Regions from separate parts of the Gasterosteus aculeatus genome. Here region 1 is linked to region 2. Evidence: chromatin contacts called from public Hi-C data. All regions are on one chromosome and are shown on one strand. The core of a region is the stretch at or near the end of the contact, and the rest is flanking DNA. Distances in the headings are between cores, read along the strand shown. Region 1 overlaps pvrl2l (PVR cell adhesion molecule related 2 like). Region 2 overlaps pvrl2l (PVR cell adhesion molecule related 2 like).

The links. A called contact is a pair of places that touch in the nucleus more often than the background predicts.
Region 1: a contact with region 2 is called in a Hi-C map of whole body, with 2.0 times the contacts expected there. The contact joins two enhancer-like sites. A contact is called at or near these places in 2 of 6 Hi-C or Micro-C datasets (skeletal muscle and whole body).

What each region holds. Positions count from the first base shown.
Region 1 is chr10:2,666,489-2,669,453 of fGasAcu3.hap1.1, forward strand. All of the region lies in intron 1 of pvrl2l (PVR cell adhesion molecule related 2 like), which reads left to right. Among protein-coding and RNA genes, the nearest start is that of pvrl2l, 86 kb to the left of the region's middle. Within about 2 kb of position 1,368, at least 3 of the 9 cell types and tissues checked have open chromatin away from gene starts, as enhancers often do.
Region 2 is chr10:2,601,301-2,604,250 of fGasAcu3.hap1.1, forward strand. The region is part of intron 1 of pvrl2l (PVR cell adhesion molecule related 2 like); the gene reads left to right. Among protein-coding and RNA genes, the nearest start is that of pvrl2l, 21 kb to the left of the region's middle. Within about 2 kb of position 1,506, at least 3 of the 9 cell types and tissues checked have open chromatin away from gene starts, as enhancers often do.

The sequences.
Region 1 (2,965 bases), core at 118-2,617, 65 kb after region 2:
ATGTGATTTCCCAGGGCCGAGTGTTTAGCTGAAATTACAGTCTGTATTAATGGAGTGTGCGCTAAAGGGTGTGCTTCAGTGGGTCGGCGGGTGCATAACTGGAAGTGTTTGTGGATCAAGAGGCAGAAACAAATCATAGGTATTAATATTGTCTCGTCGTTGAACTGTGGTTCCTCTGCCAGTTTCCTTGTCGTCACTTCAAGGGCGTCCTCCGGATCTGAAGCGTGCTCGGCAGCTCTTTGGTGCCGTGTGCCATTTGTCTCTTCTGAAGGCTTTCTAAAGCAGCGAGGGTTGACCGGTCGCTATTGGCAACCAAAGACTGGTGCCCCTTTGCCAGCCTTGCTCCCACTTCTTAAAGTCAGCCCTGTTATGCATGAGTTTATTTGATCACAGAAACCTTTTTTTTGGTGTGTGGGAACAAACGATCAGAGCGAACATCTTGTTCAACTGATTTGCTTTAAAGAATCCTGTCAAACATGTTCAAAAACAACCAGCCTGCCGCAACATTCAAAGACGGAGTGGGGATTTTAACTTGTCATGTCTACTGCGGTGCCTTGCTTAAGCATCCACGCATTTCTCACAACCACAGATTTACTTTATTGAGATATTATTTAATGGGCCGACACAAAATAGTCCGTCATCTGGGAAAGTTGACATGGATTTCAAAATGATTTATAGCGTAAAAGTGTGCACATGTAGTGAGTGTAGAGCAGGTATGGAACGGAGGTTTGGGGTAAATTGCGGCGCGGTCTGGTTGATCCTTCTGGAGGCGGTCGCCTGCCCTCGGCTCCCTCCCTGTTCTCCCTCTCAGAGCTGCACGTTTTCCCTCCTCACATCTCTTTACTCTGCTCGTCCCTCATCGTTTCTGCCCCTCAGTCTCTCCGCTTTAGTCATTCATTTAGTCCCTTTGACTGCTGACTTTCTCTCATTCTGTTGCATTTATCCTTCCACATGAATTCTTCTTCTTCATGTTCCTGTCCTTTCTTGGGGCTCCGTCAAACTATTTTTGCGCATTTTGCTTTTAGCCTTTTTAGCCGCCTCCTTTACCTTCTCTGTCACCCCCCCCCCTCTGTGTCACAGTGGGACCACTGTGTTTTGTGGCTTTGATGTGATGCCCTCAGAGTGTGTGTGTGTGTGTGTGTGTGCATCATTTCAGCGCCTTTATGAATATTGGGAGTTGCTCATTTAAGTGAAGGGGAATTCATTTGTGAGTTTGTGCATGAAAGAGAAAATAAGTAAGAAAGTAGAAGAAGAAGAATGCAGCGGAATGAGGAGAGCCAAATAACGGAGGGGGGGGGGTGTTGCGGGTTTGGTTATTGCCGCTCTTGTTGATTTAGGCCCGTGCATGTGTGCACATGTCTGGTTGACTGGTTTCACAGCCCATTGTGTCCCTCAGGGGAGAGACTCTAGTTCAATGACTGAATCAGTCTTGTATGCACTCATAGATTCTAAATATGCAGATGCTCCGTACACGCACACACACACACACACATACACACACACACACACACACACCCCAGTGTGTTCCCATCACTCTGGACGATGTTCCATCTGCTTGCATTTATTTCCCGGACAGTAAAAGGTGCACAGTACAGGGTTGGGATTGTCTGAGTTTCCTGTTGACGGTTGTCATAGTGACAAAGCCTGAGCTGAGGACCAGCAGCTAACGGCATTTTAAACTACGGCAAAAGTTTCCAACATGCGCCCCGACCCCACGTGCAGCACAGACACACGCGTCCTCTCGGTTTTCCACAGCTAATTCTCATTCACCTCCATGCTTTGGCATGTAACGCATTGTCCTAATCGATCCCTCACACGCTAAGAGGCTTTTTCTCTGGAGCCCCCCGGGACCAGCCAGACGTTCGCCAATGATCCCCCCGCCCTCCTCTCGCAGGGAGAGTGAGAGGCCGACTTCTCGGATTAATTTTATCTTCACAGGCGCAGAGGCTGACTGTGAGGGCAGAGGGGAGGTGATGGAGAAAAGACCGTGGTGGGATTTGACCCCCGAGTCGGCGGGGGGTTCATGGCAGGGGTCCTGATCACTGCACGAGTGCCGAGCAGAGAGCAGCGAGAAGAGAAGGAGCAAAGTGTTGGAGTTAATGAAGTGTGCAGCAAGAGGCTGGATGATGAAGACCATTGTAGCAAAATGAGGGGATTCAAAGGACGGAACAATCAAAGCCTCTTTCGGAAATGTCCCCTGATAGTGTTTGCAAGCCGCTGGACTTCATCGCATGAACAAAGGATTACAACTTCTCCGCTCTTTCTTTCTTCCATCCTTGTTTCCTTCTTTTTTTCCTTTTCTTTTCTCCGCCATCTCATAATGATGAGATAAGATTACAAGGTCATTAAAGTTCATTCATTTCAACTAATTTAATGCAGCAAATGTGTGTGTGTGAGTGTCCATATCGTGCCATAATACATATATATAAACTGTAACTACAGCTATATTAATATATACTGTATATACATATACATATGCGTTTTTATATGTATATATATACACATACATATACATATATGTGTTTTTATATATATATATATATATATATATATATATATAAGGCACAATTGCTGAGGTTTCCTTGTGCTGACACAGATAAATAAAAGTAAGACCCATTGCTGCGAGACAGGGACAATTCAGCTCTGCTGCTGCTGGTGCTTTTAATGAACACTAGACGAGGCTTGTGTCCAGTTTTTAAATGTCTATCCGTGACTCGTGATGTTGTGAGCAGAATATCTCCTGTTCAGGGGTTTGTGTTGTTCTCAAAATAAAAAAGGCTCAAGTGCACTTTCTGCCACAATGTTTTCATTTGTCGAATCCTCGTTGGATCTGGTGAGAGCCCGGCTCTCCCCAGTGTGTTTGGACACGGAGAAATAACACGATGAGCAGGGCCGCTGATTCTTCTGAGGGTATCGGGTCCACAGCCCTTCTCCATTTCTTGGCTAAAAGTAGAGATAAAGCTGC
Region 2 (2,950 bases), core at 256-2,755:
AGAGCCCTTTCTCTCTCTTCTCCCTGCTGTTTGGTAAGAGTTTGATTGACGTGTCGAATCGATGACCAAAGTCCAAAATCGCATTTTATAAAAGCATCAGAAAAAGGAAAAATGTCAATGTACATCCCTTGCCTTGCAACATGTGATTGATTTAATTTGTGTGACTGTATATCGCCCAAGCAGTTTCCAATTCCTCTTGGATGGTTCTTTGTACTCAATCATCAGGGCGCTCCTTCACAATGACGACAAAATAAATTTGCCACAGTTGCTCCTCTTTTTCAATAAAATGTATGAATAGATTTTCGCAGAAAGAGGACCAACGACTAGAATCCTATTGACCCGGAGCAGCTACTGGGAGTCTGAGCTAAACTACTAAACCCCGCTGAGCTTTTTTATTGAGTTTACTCTGAGCCAAATACTTGGGTATGTTTGTCTAGGGCCTTTATTGTGAAAGGCAAGAGCGAGGGAGTGGAACCACAGAGCTGCCGGGTTGCTGTGCTCTGTGGAGGACCCTCTGAACGTATTTGCTCCGTATAAAGTGATCGATTGCTGCCTCGTTCTGGAAAAAAATTATACCAATATGTGGAAATTAATCTCGGGGAGAAAAGAAAGCACAAATTTTGGCAAGACAGCAAATAAGCTTATTTTCCGCTACGTCTCTGCATACTGAACAAAGATCACACCATTACCTGCTCGCAGCATGTTCCCAGTGACAGACAGAGACGACGAGAATTAGACCCCAAGAAGCCGAGTAATGAAGCAGTGATGGCGTCTGAACATCCCGGTCTTGTAAATGATTAACGCGCCGTTTATTCACAGCCTAAATGAGCAGCAGGTCTATATGTGCTCACATCCTGACCTCTGTGAGTAATGGCATGGTGACCGTGTGTGTGTGTGTGAGAGAGAGAGAGAGACCATGTGCACCATTAAGGGAGAGGAGTACATCAAGATAATGTACCTCTGCTCACCCCCAACTCTCTGCAGCTCTGACTGTGATCAATAACCTGTCCGTCCGCACGCTCTGCTCGCCTCGCTCTTGTCCTGTTAATCACGAAAATGTGTCGCGTGAAGGTACCCGACTTCATGAATTCCTGCTATAACGAGGCCTCCATGTCATGAATACAATACATACAATTGTGTCTGTTTTTATGAAGCAATTGACTGTAGTACTTTAAATGATGTAAACCACATTTAGCCTGGATCTTCGTGTCTACTACTCTGACCACCAGCGTCTCCACTGTCTCCAGTGATTTCTCTATCCCGGCTTGTGTCTGTCACAGTCTTTACCCTTCCCACCGGCCTGATTGCTCATGAGCAGATTCGTAAGGTTCCCCGAAGGGCTCGTGCGCTACTACGTTTATGAATGACATAATTTGTAATACGCTGTTGAACTTGTTGGTACGAAATGAACAAATGAGTTGCTGCTTAGCATTTCGACATGCCATCTGCCTCTCTAAATAGCATCGGGCCACGGCCAATTGATTTCCACAGAGGCGAGACGGGGCGCCAACGGTTGTGTGAAGCGGAGTTTGACGTTGCTCGTGCCGATACAAGCCCGAACATCACAACACACCTAATAATCGACCGCTTGGAAATGTCACACCAAAGCTCGTCTGTTCATACAAGGGCACACGGGCACTGTGCAAGGAAATTACTCCTCGGCCTTTCCCACTCGCAGCTCTTCTGCTGTGGCTCGGTTTGAGTCGCCGCGTCTCCCGGCGGCATTTGTTTTAAGTCTGCAAGCAGCATCCTTTCCTCCGAGGGGCTGCCAGTGATTTATGGCTTTTCATTATTTCTTCAGGTAAAACACGCGGCCACTCTGTGGTTGAACTCGTCGCAACAACGTGGGGCAGCAATGAGAACTTGACATCAACAATTACCAGCGAATTAAGCTTTGAGAAAAGCTGCCCACCCTCTGCAGCTGGGGGGAGGAAAGCTGCGGTTAGACGGGCCGCTTCCAGTTGGATGGCGGTAGGAAAGAAGGCGCACCGCAAACCCCTAGTGTGGTAATTAAAGGTAAATAATTAATGATGAATAGTTGATTAGCTTTTCATGTGACAGCATTTCCTCGCTTCAGAGAGGCCTAAACTCCCTGTAGCTAAGAAGTAGATGGTGGACGGGCGGCGCAGCCTCACAGGGGGGGCGCTGATGTCACGCAGGTGTGCCCGTTCTCGGCCAGGTCCGTCCCCGTGAGGGGACACCTCTCGGGGGCCTGGAACCCGAGCCGGCACCAGCTCGAGGCGGCAGAGGGTCAGGTGGGTTGATGATGGACACGCGAGGGTCCACACAAAGGGTTCCATACATGCATGTGCTACTGCAAAGACACACGCTTAGAGGCACCTAACGGACTCTGGGTCAAAGTCTGTGTAACGTTTGGGTTAAAGGATGAAGAATTAAACACTTCCAAAGCCAAACGCCTCAGCCAGATAGTTAATATATTATCAAGTTATTCATTAAAACGACAATCATTGTCGCTGTCAATGAAACGCTAACCTTCCTCCACGAAGTATTATATCCCAAAAAATAGTGAGAACAACAAAAGATCAAACAACACTCCAAAAGATTTCACTGTAAATTAACGGTATTTTACTGGCAGCAAGGACGCCAGGAGTTTACTGTTATTTGACGGTATAATACCGTTAATGGTTTTTACACTCTTACCGTAAAATGGATTACTGTATGTTACAGTAAACTAGAAGCGAAGGCGGTGCATGGGATAGGGAGGGTGTGCTGTGCAGCGCAAGGTCGGCGGTTTGAATCCTGGCTGCTTCCTTTGCCAAGTCGAGGTGTCCCTGAGAAAGACACCTAACCCCCAATTACTCCTCATAAAATTATGTCAAACCATGGGCGTTTTGGATAAAACTGACAGCCGCATGTAAAGTAATGTCCTGTAAGTCAAAGTCATCAGCGTATCTCATGAGATACTATCTCATTATGATGACTTACAGGA